2 separate regions of the Ovis aries genome follow, and region 2 is linked to region 1. The links are chromatin contacts, called in public Hi-C maps. All regions are on one chromosome and are shown on one strand. Each heading gives the region's core, a stretch centred on a gene start, on an enhancer-like site or on the middle of the called end of the contact. The rest is flanking DNA. Distances are from core to core; before and after follow the strand shown.

Evidence for each region. A called contact is a pair of places that touch in the nucleus more often than the background predicts.
Region 2: a Hi-C map of liver shows a contact between it and region 1, with 6 times the contacts expected there. The contact joins the promoter of MYCL here to the enhancer-like site in region 1. A contact is called at or near these places in 12 of 16 Hi-C or Micro-C datasets (blood, hypothalamus, liver and 5 more).

What each region holds. Positions count from the first base shown.
Region 1 is chr1:14,447,051-14,454,374 of ARS-UI_Ramb_v3.0, reverse strand. No RefSeq gene overlaps it. Among named protein-coding and RNA genes, the nearest start is that of BMP8B, 25 kb to the right of the region's middle. Within about 2 kb of position 4,769, at least 12 of the 54 cell types and tissues checked have an H3K27ac peak or open chromatin away from gene starts, as enhancers often do. A contact at or near this core is called in liver, where this site is marked.
Region 2 is chr1:14,524,456-14,531,779 of ARS-UI_Ramb_v3.0, reverse strand. MYCL (MYCL proto-oncogene, bHLH transcription factor) reads left to right here and starts at 3,472. Exons shown (of 3, transcript XM_042246096.2): 1 at 3,472-3,676; 2 at 4,373-4,877. The coding sequence starts at 4,382.

The sequences.
Region 1 (7,324 bases), core at 3,520-6,019:
CAGGACAATTCTTATCTTCAAAGAAGTTCAAGTCTTTCAGGCTGTTTCAGTGAATGTGGTAAATGCTGTCTGTAAGAGAGATGATTGTACCTGACCCAGTTCAGAGGAGCCTGGGGAGACTTTCTGAAGAAATGACATCTAAGCAAACACCAGAAAAATTGACAGGAGTGAGTCAGATAGGGGAATGTTAGGAGAAAGGCTGGCGAGGTCTGTAGGCTTTAGGTCATAGAGGGCCATGTGAACCATTAACTCCAAGATAACGACCTCAGTGGGTTTACTGGAGAAATCACTCTGAACTGGTTGGAGGCAGCTAGAGGCAATAGAGGCAGGGGGATGGTTCTAGTGTCAGTATTTACCAGGTAGAATTGACAGGACTTGATGACTGGTTAAATGCTGGTGATGAGGCAGTAAAAAGGGTCCTTTGGCCAATACGGAGAGCACTGGAGGAAGAGAATGCCCGAGGATTGGATGGAGGCATCGGACAAGTTCCCTTTGGAACTTGAGATTGACCTGTCTGCAGAGAATCCTAATGGGAGGTACTGTATGGAACTGGACATTCAGGTTGAGCCTGGAGAGAATTTGTGTTGAGGGAGGTGTGACTAGTTCAGGTGGGACAGTCAGGGAAGACCCTCTGAGGGATGACACCACCTGAGTGCGGAATGCTGTGGGCCATGCCTAATTCTAATTGCCACTGGAAAGCATTGAAGAGGTCTTTTTGGTTTGTCTTATTTCTTCTGTTTGATTTTAGCAGTGGAAGAATATAATCTGATTTGCAAGTTAAAAGATCAGTTTGGCTGCTGGGTGGAACATGGACTCTAAGGACAGGGAATGTGGAAGCAGGAAAAAGATGTTCTGGCTGGAAGCCTGCAGTTCAGAAGTTTGAGTGGGTTAATGGTTAATGTTACCTGCCTCCCTGCCTTGGGACATCCCCTCTCCAGTTTATCTAATCCCATTCATGATTAGATGTGATCTTGTAAATTAGAGATCACTTTTACGTAGACATCTTTCTGTGGAAAAAGGAATCAGAGAGTCCAGCCCACTGTGAGATAAGAAACCCTACCTAGCTGATTAGACAAGTGTAGGCTGAGCCAATGAGACTCCTCCTCCCGAGGATTTCAAATTACAACTCAGGCTTTGCTGAGTATATCAAACAAGGAAATGTAATGTTTGAGCACATACACAAAATAAATATTGGTTGTATGAATGGGTGCATGGCAAAAAAGATCTGCAGAGAAAGAGGAAAAAAAGCAGATGTGCCAGGGAGGCCCAGACTAGGAGAGAGAGCTTACTGCAGGCTTCTCACCCACTTCCTGGTTTCTGACCCTCCCAGGCCTCAGGGGCTTCCTGGGGTTCCTGGACACCTCCATTTCCTTTTGAAAACTCCCAGTTTTGCTTATGTGAATTTCTTTAAAGTGCAGTTCAAGGAGCCCTGCTCCAGGGTGTGCACCCTGTTATTGCTGCTGTCCAGGTGGCTATGATGCTCTTCTCACCTGCAGCTGGTGGGGCCCTTGTTCCCCACGGCCTCACCAATTTCGGGCTTCCTTACCCTTTTTTTCCCCCCTAGTTGTATAGTCCTATAACGTTGTCTTAAGGCAATTGAATTTGCACTCACTTGATTCACTAGTGAAAGTAAGTGAAAGTGTCACTCGCTCAGTCATGTCCGAATCTTTGTGATCCCATGGACTGTAGCCCACCAGGCCCCTCTGTCCATGGGATTCTCCAGGCAAGAATACTGGAGCGGGTTACCATGCATGCCCTTCTCCAGGGGATCTTCCCGACCCAGGGATCAAACCTGGGTCTCCTGCAGCGCAGGCAAATTCTTTACAGTCTGGTATTATTCTGAGATAATTTGTATTCATCTTGTTTACAGTTTAAGCCCTCTCTGAGTGAAATCCAGTTTCACACATACTTAATTTAGTTATCTGAAAAATAAGTATGTATTTGGTTTCGTGTTGTTTTTATTGGTACACGTATTTCCCCATATACTCTTTCTTCCCTTTCTATAGTCTACAGAAGATAAAACACAAATCAAGCCAGTCATCAAGCATCTGTGGACTTCCCACTGATGTCAGCCCTGAAGATACAAGCGGAGGCCGTCAGGGCTCCCTGCCCCCCGCCCCCTTTTGCATCCCCTGTGGAAGCTGGTTTCGCTGGACCTCCTCTCCTCCAGGGCCACAAGCCCTCCCCGAATGATCTCAGTGATCTCATCTGCTCCCAGGCCTCGGCTCCCACTTGTTTTGCAGGAAGAGCCGGCTTTGGTGTTTGCTGTGTTTTTATGATATGTGACTTTCACCCTTATGCACTTTGTATTCAGAGTTTGAATGTTTGGTTTAACTCATGGGAAACTCCACTGAGTTATTTTTGTCCCTGTCAGAAACACTGTGGTTCTGTCCCCAGCTGCCCCGAGGTGCACCGGCTCAGGCATTACACTGTGTCTCCAGTGGGCCAGTGCATCCGTCAGAGCTCAAGCAGGTGTGGCGCCAGAGCTCACCTACTTGGACTTCTGTCCTGTGCGCTGCCCTGCAAGGCCCTGGAGGCTGTGAGGCTCCCTGTGCCACCAGAGATGACACACTGGGCACCTCTTGGGAGGAGTCAGGTTTGCCTCTGCCATCTGGCCTAAGTCTGCCACCCAGTCCAAAGAGGGATATGAGGAGTTTGGGGGGAAATGGATACATATATATGCATGGCTGCGTCCCTTGGCTGTCCACCTGAAACCATCACAACATTGTTCATCGGCAGTTGTTGTTTAGCCACTGAACTCTTTGGCAGCCCCTTGGAGAGGAGCACAGTCAGTGTCAAGAGGCTGCCCAGCAGCTGGGTCAGGCTGTGCTGGGACAGTCAAGCCCACGTCGGTCACCATCCATGGCGCTCTGCATCCGCCCTGCCATCACCCGTGCTGAGGAACACAATCCCCGTTCTGCTCCTCACTTGCCGGTGAAGTCCTTCTCTTAACGGCTGCCTGCTGTTGCCCTGGAATCAATCACCCAGCAGGAGGTTGGGGCCCACCCATGCCATGCCCCAACCGACCCATTTCCTGTGGACACTCATTTTCCATAGCAGCTCAGGAACCTTATAAGCCTCATAAAATGAAAAGGGTGGGATCCTGTCACTGAGTATCAGAGGTGTAGGACAGTCTTCAGAACAGACACTAAGGCTGTGACCTATTTCCCATGGCTACACGCCAAGCCAGAGAGAGCCCCTGGGGAGGAGCAAGAGCTGAGTTGGAGTCATCACTGTACCCGTAACACATGGGTGGTGCTTGGTAGACGTTTATTATGTTGAAAGAATGAATGAAAATCACAGCCTAGCGAGGAAGACGGATCCACAAGCACATCATTATAGTACAACCCAAGCGCTGAGATAAAAGAGGGTGGAAGAGGAAAGGGGTCCAGAGACATAGTGATTTCCCGAGGCTGTACCAGGACCGCGGCCCAGGTTTCTCATGCTCCCTGCTCCGGAGCACAACGGGGGCAGGTGGGTGCTCTGGGGGGCGTCAGCCCGCCTGTGCTGCCGTCTCTGGGCCTGGCTGCAGCTGCTGGGCTCTGTGTGCACGACCCAGACTAGGATATGGGTTCTCCCTGCCCTGCTTTTGCTGTTGGGCTTCAGATACGCCAGTCCATTTCTGAGCTCATCTGCCCCGAGAACCGAGAGCTGGTCACGTTTGGCCATGTGTTTTAGGAAGTAGACAGTGAGGCCCAGAGAGGAAGAGAAGCTTGCTCTCCTCTCCATGTTTCCCCCACCACACCCCTCCCCCCCAATATTTATTTATTTATTTAGCTCCTTTGGGTCTTAATTGTGGCATACGGGCTCTTTGTTCAGTCATGCAGGATCTTTCATGGAAGTGCACAGACTTGGTAGCTGTCGCGCGCGGGATTAGTTGCCCCACTGCGTATGGGATCTTAGTTCCTCAACCAGGGATCGAACCCACATCACCTGCATTGCAAGGTGGTTCTTAACCACTGGACCACCAGGGACGTCCCCTGCCCCATGGCTTTAAGGATCCTGACCTTGTTCCCTTGAGGCCTGGCTGCCTGCTACCCTTGGGTTCCTTGAGACATCTCTGAAGACTTGTATTAAATTCTTCTGTTTTATTCAGCTTGGCTGAGCGGTTTCTGTTCTGTGCAGCCAAGAGTCTGGGCTAACATTTACCTCACTGATGCCCCATCACGCTCTCAGTAAACACTTCCACACCTCGTACCCTGCCCCACACTTTGGTCTGAGAGCTTTACATGTAATAACTTGCTAAATCCTCATAACATTTCTCTGAGGTAGGTAGCACTGTCCTCTCTCATTCTCAGATGTGGAGACTGAGGCACAAAGGGGGAGTAACTGCCCTGCTCACACAGCTAGGAGGTGGTGGAGCTGGGATTCACTCACATCCAGGCAGAGCCCACGCCCAACATTGCACTTTTACCATATTTTGTTGAGCTGAAGTTTGTATTTTTAGACATCTTTAATGCATTCTCTTGGAAGAATTTCGTTCTAAATGCTAACCACCACCAGGAACCCTGAGTCCTAAATGATGCTGGGTGGGGCCGAGAGTCCAGACCGCTCTGTCTGCCCCCCAGGCCCTGCCTCTCCTTTGCCGGGCCTGGCAGAGAAAGCGCGGGAAGGAGCTGCCAGGCCAGGGCTTGGCGGCAAAACTGCTTGTGCGCGGGAGGCCAGAGCCACGCCCTGGCACCTGGCAGGCAGCCCGGCCCCACCGTTGAGAAAATACCTGGAACAAAGGAATCCTCCCGCCACGACTGGCCGCCTCTCCTGTGCCTGCAGCGCCCAGGCTGAGGAATCTGACCTCCGGGCCAGCCCAGGCCAGGTCCTTACATGGCCTCAGGAGGCCCAGCCGGGAATACCTGCCTGGCTCTCTGCAGTGGGCATCCCATGGGGAGCTCTTCCTCTCACCCCATTTCCACCCAGGGGCCCTTCGGGGCTGCCTGGACTTCCAGTTACTGCCACTCTGCCCCAGGGTGTCTTCAGAGGGTCCCAGGAGAGTGAAAGGTAGAGGACTCTGGACACCCCCCTCAGGGTAGTGGCATGGTTCTTGGGGGACATATCTTGGGCAAAGCTGGAAGCTCCTCAGAGGGGAGGTCCAGCCTCCTGAGGGGTAGCCGGCCGATGGCCCATTCCTTCTCCTTTCTCCCCTCCTTCCTGTGAGCAAGATTTCAGGAGCATGAATCTGGGCAAGAGACCACCTCACCACAGCTCTTTCGTTCAGAAAACCCCGGAGCCCCAGGTCCAGCTCCCAGCCCTAGCCAGCAGAGCACCTTTCCCCACCCCGTGCCCTAGTGACTGCTGTCATCCGGGCCGCTGAAGCCCGAGTGGTGCTTCTGATGGTTCAGAAAAGGAAGCTGCTTTCTCCAGGTGGACCCAGCCTTCCTCCAGGGCCCCCAGCTGTGCCAAGTGGAGCAGGGCGTGGAGCTGGACTTCAACCCCCACTTGCTTCTTGTTTCTCTGTGTGCAGATCCAAGCTGCAGTGTCTTATGCAGAGCAACGAGGCCTGGGAGGAAAGTCCCCGACCATGACCCTCGGCCCCTGATTCCCAGGCCAAACCCTGTTCCCCTGACCTGGATATTCCCTGGGCTGGATGAAGGAAGGCCATTCCAGAGGTGGTCACTCTTCATGGGCCTGAACCAGCTCTAGACAGCAGGGCAAGGACTCAGGAGAGGTTCCCTAGAAAAAGCTCCCAACACCACTGAGAGAAGCCTTCTCCCAGGCAGCGCCTGGTTCTGGTCCCTCTTGTGCTCCTAACTGGCTCTGCCACCTGGGTCGGTCACTATCCCTCCCTCACCCAGTTTATCCTATCGTAACATGAGAAACAGGGGGTCAGGTCCCTGACACCAGGATCTCTCACCAGAAAGAAAGGCTGAAGTTCAGGCAAACATGGAGCCTGTGTCCGGATGTCTGGCTTCTCTCTGCCCCCTGGTGGACACAAGCAGCCTAGCACCCAGGGGGAAACGTGCTATGTGCCAAATCACTTCAGTCCTGTTCCACTCTTTGCGACCCCATGAACAGGTATGACCTAACTCAAATGCCTTATGATTATATAGTGGAAGTGAAAAATAGATTCAAGGGATTAGATCTGATAGACAGAGCGCCTGAAGAGCTATGGACGGAGGTTCATGACATTGTACAGGAGACAGGGATCAAGACCATCCCCAAGAAAAAGAAATGCAAAAAAGCAAAATGGATGTCTGAGGAGGCCTTACACGTAGCTGAGAAAAGAAGAGAAGTGAAAAGCAAAGGAGAAAAGGAAAGATATACCCATTTGAATGCAGAGTTCCAAAGAATAGCAAGGAGATAAGAAAGCCTTCCTCGGCAATCAATGCACAAAGAAATAGAGGAAAACAATAGAATGGGAAAGACTAGAGATCTCTTCAAGAAAATCAGAGATATCAAAGGAATATTTCCTGCAAAGATGGGCACAATAAAGGACAGAAATGGTATGGACCTAACAGAAGCAGAAGATATTAAGAAGAGGTGGCAAGAATACACAGAAAAACTATACAAAAAAGATTTTCATGACCCAGCTAATCATGATGGTGTGATCACTCACCTAGAGCCAGACATCCTGGAATGGGAAGTCAAGTGGGCCTTAGGAAGCATCATTACAAACAAAGCTAGTGGAGGTGATGGAATTCCAGTTGAGCTCTTTCAAATCCTAAAAGATGATGCTGTGGAAGTGCTGCACTCAATATGCCAGCAAATTTGGAAAACTCAGCAGTGGCCACAGGACTGGAAAAGGTCGGTTTTCATTCCAATCCCAAAGAAAGGCAACGCCAAAGAATGCTCAAACTACTGCACAATTACACTCATCTTACACGCTAGTAAAGCTCAAAATTCTCCAAGCCAGGCTTTAACAGTATGTGAACTGTAAAATTCCAGATGTTCAAGCTGGTGTTAGAAAAGGCAGAGGAACCAGAGATAAAATTGCCAACATCCGCTGGATCATTGAAAAAGCAACAGAGTTCCAGAAAAACATCTGTTTCTGCTTTATTGACTATGCCAAAGCCTTTGTGTGGATCACAATAAACTGTGGAAAATTCTGAAAGAGATGGGAATACCAGACCACCTGACTTGCCTCTTGAGAAACCTGTATGCAGGTCAGGAAGCAACAATTAGAACTGGACATGGAGCGACAGACTGGTTCCAAACAGGAAAAGGAGTACGTCAAGGCTGTATATTGTCCCCCTGCTTATTGTACATCATGAGAAACAGTGGGCTGGATGAAGCACAAGCTGGAATCAAGATTGCCGGGAGAAATAGCAATAACCTCAGATATGCAGATGACACCACCCTTATGGCAGAAAGCGAAGAACTAGAGCCTCTT
Region 2 (7,324 bases), core at 2,223-4,722, 79 kb before region 1:
TGGACATGGAACAACAGACTGGTTCCAAATCAGGAAAGGAGTATGTCAGGGCTGTATATTGTCACCCTGCTTGTTTAACTTATATGCAGAGTACATCATGAGAAACGCTGGGCTGGAAGAAGCACAAGCTGGAATCAAGATTGCCGGGAGAAATATCAATAACCTCAGATATGCAGATGGCACCACCCTTATGGCAGAAAGTGAAGAAGAACTAAAAAGCCTCTCGATGAAGGTGAAAGAGGAGAGTGAAAAAGTTGGCTTAAAGCTCAACATTCAGAAAACTAAGATCATGGCATCTGCTCCCATCACTACATGGCAAATAAATAGGGAAACAGTGGGAACAGTGACAGACTTACTTTGGGGAACTCTAAAATCACTGCAGATGGTGATTGCAGCCATGAAATTAAGAGACACTTGCTCCTTGGAAGGAAAGTTATGACTAACCTGGACAGCATATTAAAAAGCAGAGACCTTACTTTTGCCAACAAAGGTCCACCTAGTCAAGGCTATGATTTTTCCAGTAGTCATGTATGGATGTGAGAGTTGGACTGTAAAGAAAGCTGAGCGCCAAAGAATTGATGCTTTTGAACTGTGGTGTTGGAGAAGACTCTTGAGAGTCCCTTGGACTGCAAGGAGATCCAACCAGTCCATCCTGAAGGAGATCAGTCCTGGGTGTTCATTGGAAGGACTGATGTTGAAGCTGAAACTCCAATACTTTCGCTACCTGATGTGAAGAGCTGACTCATTGGAAAAGACCCTGATGCTGAGAAAGATTGAGGGCAGGAGGAGAAGGGAACAACAGAGGATGAGATAGTTGAATGGCGTCACCAACTCAATGGACACCGGTTTGGGTGAACTCTGGGAGTTGGTGATGGACAGGAAGGCCTGGCATACTGTGGTTCATGGGGTCACAAAGAGTCAGACACGACTGAGTGACTGAAATGAACTGAACATTTAGTTGATTTTGAAAAATGATTTACATGTATTTTTTTATTCAAAATATGTTTTCAGTAAAGCAAAGGAGGAACTTCCCTGGTGGTCCAGTGGTTAAGAATCTGCCTTGCAATGCAGGGGAAGCATGTTCAATTCCTGATCAGAGAACTAAGATCTCAGGTGTCTCAGAGGAACTAAGTCCATGAGCCACAAGAGAGTTTGTGCGCTGAAACCAGGCACCAAAACAGTCAAATAATTAAATAACATAACATAATTGTTTCTAAAAAAGGAAATAAAATTTAAAATTGCAGAAAAACTGAATTTTTTCAGTTTTTGAATTCATGAATTCATCATCATCCTAGGTCCAGACATCACTCAGAAGCCAGAGCTGTTAGCCCTAAAAGCAGCAGCATCTCTGCAGAACAGACGCACATTAACCAGGCTCAGGAGAGTAATATTTCAAATCAGATGCCAATTCATTAAGTTATAAGGGGAAGCAGGGCTTTGAAGCAGACTGGATCTTCTTGTTCACTGATGAGTGCATTCTCTCCCTGTGGGCGGATCTACATAGGGAACAGTGGTTTTCAGCAGGTTGCTTGGTGATCCAGATCATAAGTGAAGTGGGGAGGGGGCGGTGAATTGGGCTGTTTCAAAGAATGATGTTTCCATCTCCCTTGTTCCTGGACCAGCATCTTTGTCCCCAGACAGGGCTAGGATGACACTCTGGTGATTGCTTCTTGATCTCTGTTTTGTTGACTGTCCAGACTCCTTCTTACTAGCACCTCCTTCTCTTTAGTTGTATCAATACCTTTATTCAGGTTACAGTCTAGACTGAGCCTGACAGTGATTCTGTCTCCAGTAGGTAGACTGGCACATTTCTACATTAAAGCATTAGAGACTTGTCTCCAAACAGGCAACACATTTATGAAGCACCTCCGACGTGTCAGGCTCTGTTCTAAACTCTGGAGTTGCAGCAGTCAACAAGGCTGACATCTGACCTAGCCCTCAGTGAGCTTACAGTCTGGTGAGGAAAACAAAGTATGCCTGTGAAGGAGCAGTCTAACTCTCAGAAGACAACTTAATTTACTTTATTCTAGTTCTTGAGGTGAGGACACATCCTGGTTGTCTCCAGAAATCACCTACTACAATGAACCATGGGGAGGGGCTGTTGAGTAATGAATCTCATCTTGACAGAGAAAGAAGATCCATTTCTCAAGCACATATTCCCAAGCCTCCCATGGATTCTATGCCCCAAATCTTCCCAGTAAAATGATTTTCTGCTTAAATGTATCTGTCGTTTGTAACCAAGAACTCCGACTAGTATAGCAACCATTTCAGATATCTGTAGACCAGAGAACAAGTTCCCCAAAGACAATTCCAACCCCTCTGCCTCAGGGCTGCAACCAACCTGGAACCTCTCTGATCTGTGCCTTCCATTCAGCACAAAGCAGGACACACAGGCTCTCTCAATAAAATCTGGTTGGCTGAGTCACTTAGTAAGTTCAGTCACAAGCTGTTCTATGTACTTAAATTGCAAAGCTAGTAAGAACTAGTTGCTGCCTTCAGAGATGTCCACATGCACCTTCAAGCTAACATATGCAAAACAGAGGCTGTCATCTTTCTTTCCTTTTCTGCCAACTTGTATATCAACTCGTGTTTAGTGTCTCATGCTCCAGCCACACTGAGCTGCTTGCACATCTCACATCCCTCTGCTGGGGTTTCATCAGTGAGTAGTTTGGTGTTCTTAGACCACAGCGGTGGGAGAGAAAGACAGCAGTAATCCGGCTGCTGCTTGTAGACCAGACCTTGAAGGCCAGTTAGAGCATTCTAGATGTATTGGCTGCTATCCCAGGTTACTTTCCTTGGTCTGAATAGAATACCCCATAGTTTAGCTTTTCCTCTTCTACTGAAGGAAGTCTGTGTAGAAGAGGATACAAGGTTTATATGTCCATCATCTTGGCCAGAGATACAGCTACAATCCAGATTCTCATTTTACAGATAAGTAAATGGAGGCTTAAAAGGGCTTGACTGTAGAGCTAGCAAGTAGCAAAACAAAGGCTTGAATGAAGTTTCCAGACTCCAAACTCCCATTCTTTCCTGTATTAGGACAGCTGATACAGAATGTTTTGTGTGTGGTTTGAGGGAGGGGAATCGCCTTGATCTGTTCTTGGGGGAAAATTCTCCTTATCACCCACACCAGGAGCTAAATTTGTTCTGCTTGCCTCTCCTGGCCTAGTTCCCTTCCCTAGATACTGTCTTCTTAAACCCTCACAACAGTTCTGTGAGGTATTACCATCCCTTCATTTTATAGATGAGACTGAAGCTCAGAAAGTTTCAATTTCAGGCTCCGGAATCTTCACCACCTTGCTTCGCTGAGGTCCGTCCAGGTTTGGGAACACCAAGCTGATGAAGCGGGGCCAAAGGGTGAGGAAGACAGTGCCGGGGACCGGGCTGGGGTTTAAGGCTGAGGACCAGCAGGTGGCGCGGTCGAGGTGCGGCTGCCCCCTACCACCTCACCTCTCGCGGGCCAGACGTACCAAAACTAAACGGGGCGAGCTCGGGGAAGTAGGCTCGCGGAGCAAGGAGTAGTTTTCCTGAACCCAGAGTATGCAAGGAGCTCCGTTCTCGCTCAGCCTCCGGAGGACCTCCCGAGCCTCTCTAAAGAGTTACGACCCCACCGATCGACCGCCGGGCCGCATCAGCCCGCCGCCAGCTCCGCGCTCCGCACTGTGCAGTTCATTTGGTGGGCCTGGGACTCCACAGCCCCCACCTGTCGACCGAGGAGGCGGGGCGTGGGCGGGGCTGGTCCCGTAGGGCCCGCCCCCTGTCCCTGAGCCGCGGGCGCGCGACGAGATATAAGGCCGCTTGGAAACAATGCGCCTGCACCTCGCGCTCCCGCGCCGCTCCCGGGAGCGTCCGGGCCGCCGTGCGCGAGCGAGGGCGGGAGCGCGCGCTGGGAGGCTAGCGCTTGTGTGCGGGCCTCGCACTCGGTGGCGCGCATGTGCAAGTGTGCGGGCTGCTTCGCTGCCCCGAGCGGGCGGGGAGCCGGTCCGCTCCAGGTGGCCGGTGGCGGGAGCGAGGTGAGGCTGCGGGCAGCCTGGGAACGGGCGCGGGTTCCGGGGGACAGGCTGCAGGCTGCCTTCTGGGCACAGCGCGCCCCCGCCCGACCCGGCCGGGCCCTCGGAGCTGCGCTCCGGGCGGCGCTGGCAAAGTTTGCTTTGAACTCGCTCCCTGCAGCCTAGTCCGCGCGCTGTGAGCAGCTTCCCCAGGCACGCTGACCTGGGTCCGGGCTGCCCGGGACGCTAGGGAAGGGCGCGGGCTCCAAGCCGTGAGGTTGGAGACGTACGAGAGCCTGGCAGCCAGCTCTACTGGGGGGCCGGGGGACGCTTCCCTCCCTGGGCCCGCACCTGGGTCAGCACATCCCCCTTCCCTCCCGCAGGGAGCGGACATGGACTTCGACTCGTACCAGCACTATTTCTACGACTATGACTGCGGAGAGGATTTCTACCGCTCCACGGCGCCCAGCGAGGACATCTGGAAGAAATTCGAGCTGGTGCCGTCGCCCCCCACGTCGCCGCCCTGGAGCTCCGGTCCCGGCGACGGAGACGCGGGCCCCGGAATTGGTCCTCCGGAGCCGTGGCCCGGAGGAGGCGCCGGGGACGATGCAGAATCCCGGGGTCACTCGAAAGCTTGGGGCAGGAACTACGCTTCCATCATCCGCCGAGACTGTATGTGGAGCGGCTTTTCGGCCCGGGAACGGCTGGAGAGAGCGGTGAGCGACCGGCTTGTCGCTGGCGCGCCCCGGGGGAACCCGCCCAAGGCGCCCGCCGCCCCGGACTGCGCTCCCAGCCTCGAAGCCGGCAACCCGGCGCCCGCTGCCCCCTGTCCGCTGGGCGAGCCCAAGACCCAGGCCTGCTCGGGGTCCGAGAGCCCAAGCGACTCGGGTAAGGACCGCCCCGGGTCATCCAAGAGGGGGCACCCCATGGGTGGCCAAACCTCTGCCGCTGAGGTCAGGCACTGGGTCTGCGCAAGCCCTTCCGCCACCTCCCTCTTCCTCTGGCTGAAGCTGCCGGTGTAGCCTCCAGCGGTGTCTGTCTGGCACGTGGGAGTGTTAGTAAACAGTTTGAAGAAGTGGCGTGGGAGCCAGCGTCCCTTTGATGATGATTGGAGCCCCAGGGGACAAGGGAGACAGGGTGAGGCTTGGCACTTAGGGAGAACAATACAGGGATTGGACCACAGGGGATTTATGCCCTCCGAAGGCTGGAAAGGGTCCCTTAAGGGTCACTCCAGACTTGAATTTTTTTGTTGCTGTCTCTTTCTCTGGGAAACTCACTCCCCTGGGGAGAGAAGCTGAGAAGCCTTTTGTGCAAAGCCAAAGCCTTCATCCTTTAAAAAACCTGGTCTCCTGCCTGCTTTATTTTAAAATGACAATAATGGCTCCTCCCCCATCCCCACCTCTTACCACGTATTCATCCTCACATCACCCCTGAGACAGTAATGGAGGAATGACTGCTCCCCATTAACAGATGGAAAAACCGAGGCTTAGAAATAGGAAATCGCCAGAAGTGAACGCCAGCTTCCTGCCATCCAGCCAGCTTCTTTTGCTCAATCCTCCATCCCAACCAGGCACTTCTCTGATGTTTAGAGGAACTTACTGGTTATCTTATCTGAGAAGTGGTACATCTTGCCATTTTGCTCTGGCCTGTGGTGAGGTGTTCCTCTAGGAACAGTTCATCTGAGGGCTTTCAGCTGCTTCATTTGTATTCAACAAATGTTCACTGGCCTCTACTTTGTGCTAAGCTCTGGGGTTAGTGCTGGGGGTCACAGATATGGAGCTCCAGGCTCCCCTTCCCCATCCTTGAATGCAAGTGTACATCTCACTGAGCACAGCCTGCTGCATCTGTGCCACCAGACTGTGTCGTTCTTAGCCTAACCTCTTCTTCGAGGTGCCCATGAGAAATACTGGGGAGGGTGTTTTATAGTTTGCACACTGAGGCTTCTGTCAGATAAATCAGGACTGAAAACTCAAGTAGCTTTTAAGAATAATTAAAAAAAGAATAATTTACATGACCGTTTAGAGGGAACTGGGGAATGGGTATGGAGGTTCTCATACACTTAAGGGTGAACATAAGGAAGGAAACACAATGAAAAGTCAAAAAAATTTTTTTTCTGGTTCACTATGTTAAGGTCATTTTTAACCTGCCTGCTCTTTACACCAAGGCCTTCTGTTTGTTTAATGGCTGGAATGGGAACTTTGAGATCAAGAAACCAATAAAGATGTATCTCTACAAAAGCTGATATGGTAGAGTGGAAAGTGCATTGTTTCGGGAATCTGGAGATCTTAGTTTTAGATCCAGAATGTTATAAAGGTGCTGTGTGGACTTGGCTGACCTGGCTCTCAGTTTCTCCCTTTGCATGTTAGCGAGTTTGACCTGATCATCCAGCTGAGGACATGTCCTTGTCTGGGTAGAGTTAGACATGCTCTCTGAAAAGGAGAATGGTGTCTCACATTATTTTTTTCTTAGGCAGAACCTTCCCCAGCTATGGGGCTTAACCCTGAAGTATTAAAGGTTTGGGATGTGGGGAAGTCTCCTGTATCATTTTCTAACCTGCCCTTTACCCTGAACCTGTTTGCAAGCTCCTGGTTCACTCACAGGCCACATGGCCCAGAACAAAATGCAACAGATTGCAAACAATGAGGGGGGTGGGGAGAGTGACTGACGGCAAAGCTCAGCCAATAGGGGCTCGGGGCTGAGTAAGACCGCATTCCAAACTCCGCTCAGCCAGCCAATCACAGGTCTCGGGGCCAGGAGGGCTGAATGGTCAGGTTTTATTAATGGAGAAATAATGCGATTGTCCACACAATGGAAGCCTTCCTGACAAAGGGGCTCAAGCTTCGTGATTTGCGAAAGAGGCTGAGAACTGAGCTCTTCTGTTGTCAGGCTGAAATGCATAAAGGTGGCCTTCTCTGTGGGGGCTGCAAAACAGTGCGGAGCAGTAACGTTCTCCCCTAATTGTCCCTCTCCTGGTTGGGGTAAGCTAAGAGATCTTGGAGTAAGGGAATGATAGAGGCATGTCCAGGTGTTGCTAGTGTTTTGGCCCCTGTATCAAGACTCCCTTGCCGCTCAATTCCTGCCCCCCAACTCCTGACCCCCTAGCACAAGTAGCTTGGAAATGGTCTTTTGTACCTCTGTGAAGTTCCTGCGGCTTCTGCTGACCTGTGATTACAAATCCAATCCTCTTCTGGTCCAGGGAAGTGGGTGGGGCAGGCGACCTATAAATGATGGATGACTTTAGAAACCCACTGAACCCAGGAGCAAAATGCTCCTAAGGGAAACCCTTTCCCTCCCCTCTGTGGGTGAGGAGGGATGGGTTGTAGCCCTCCCTTCTC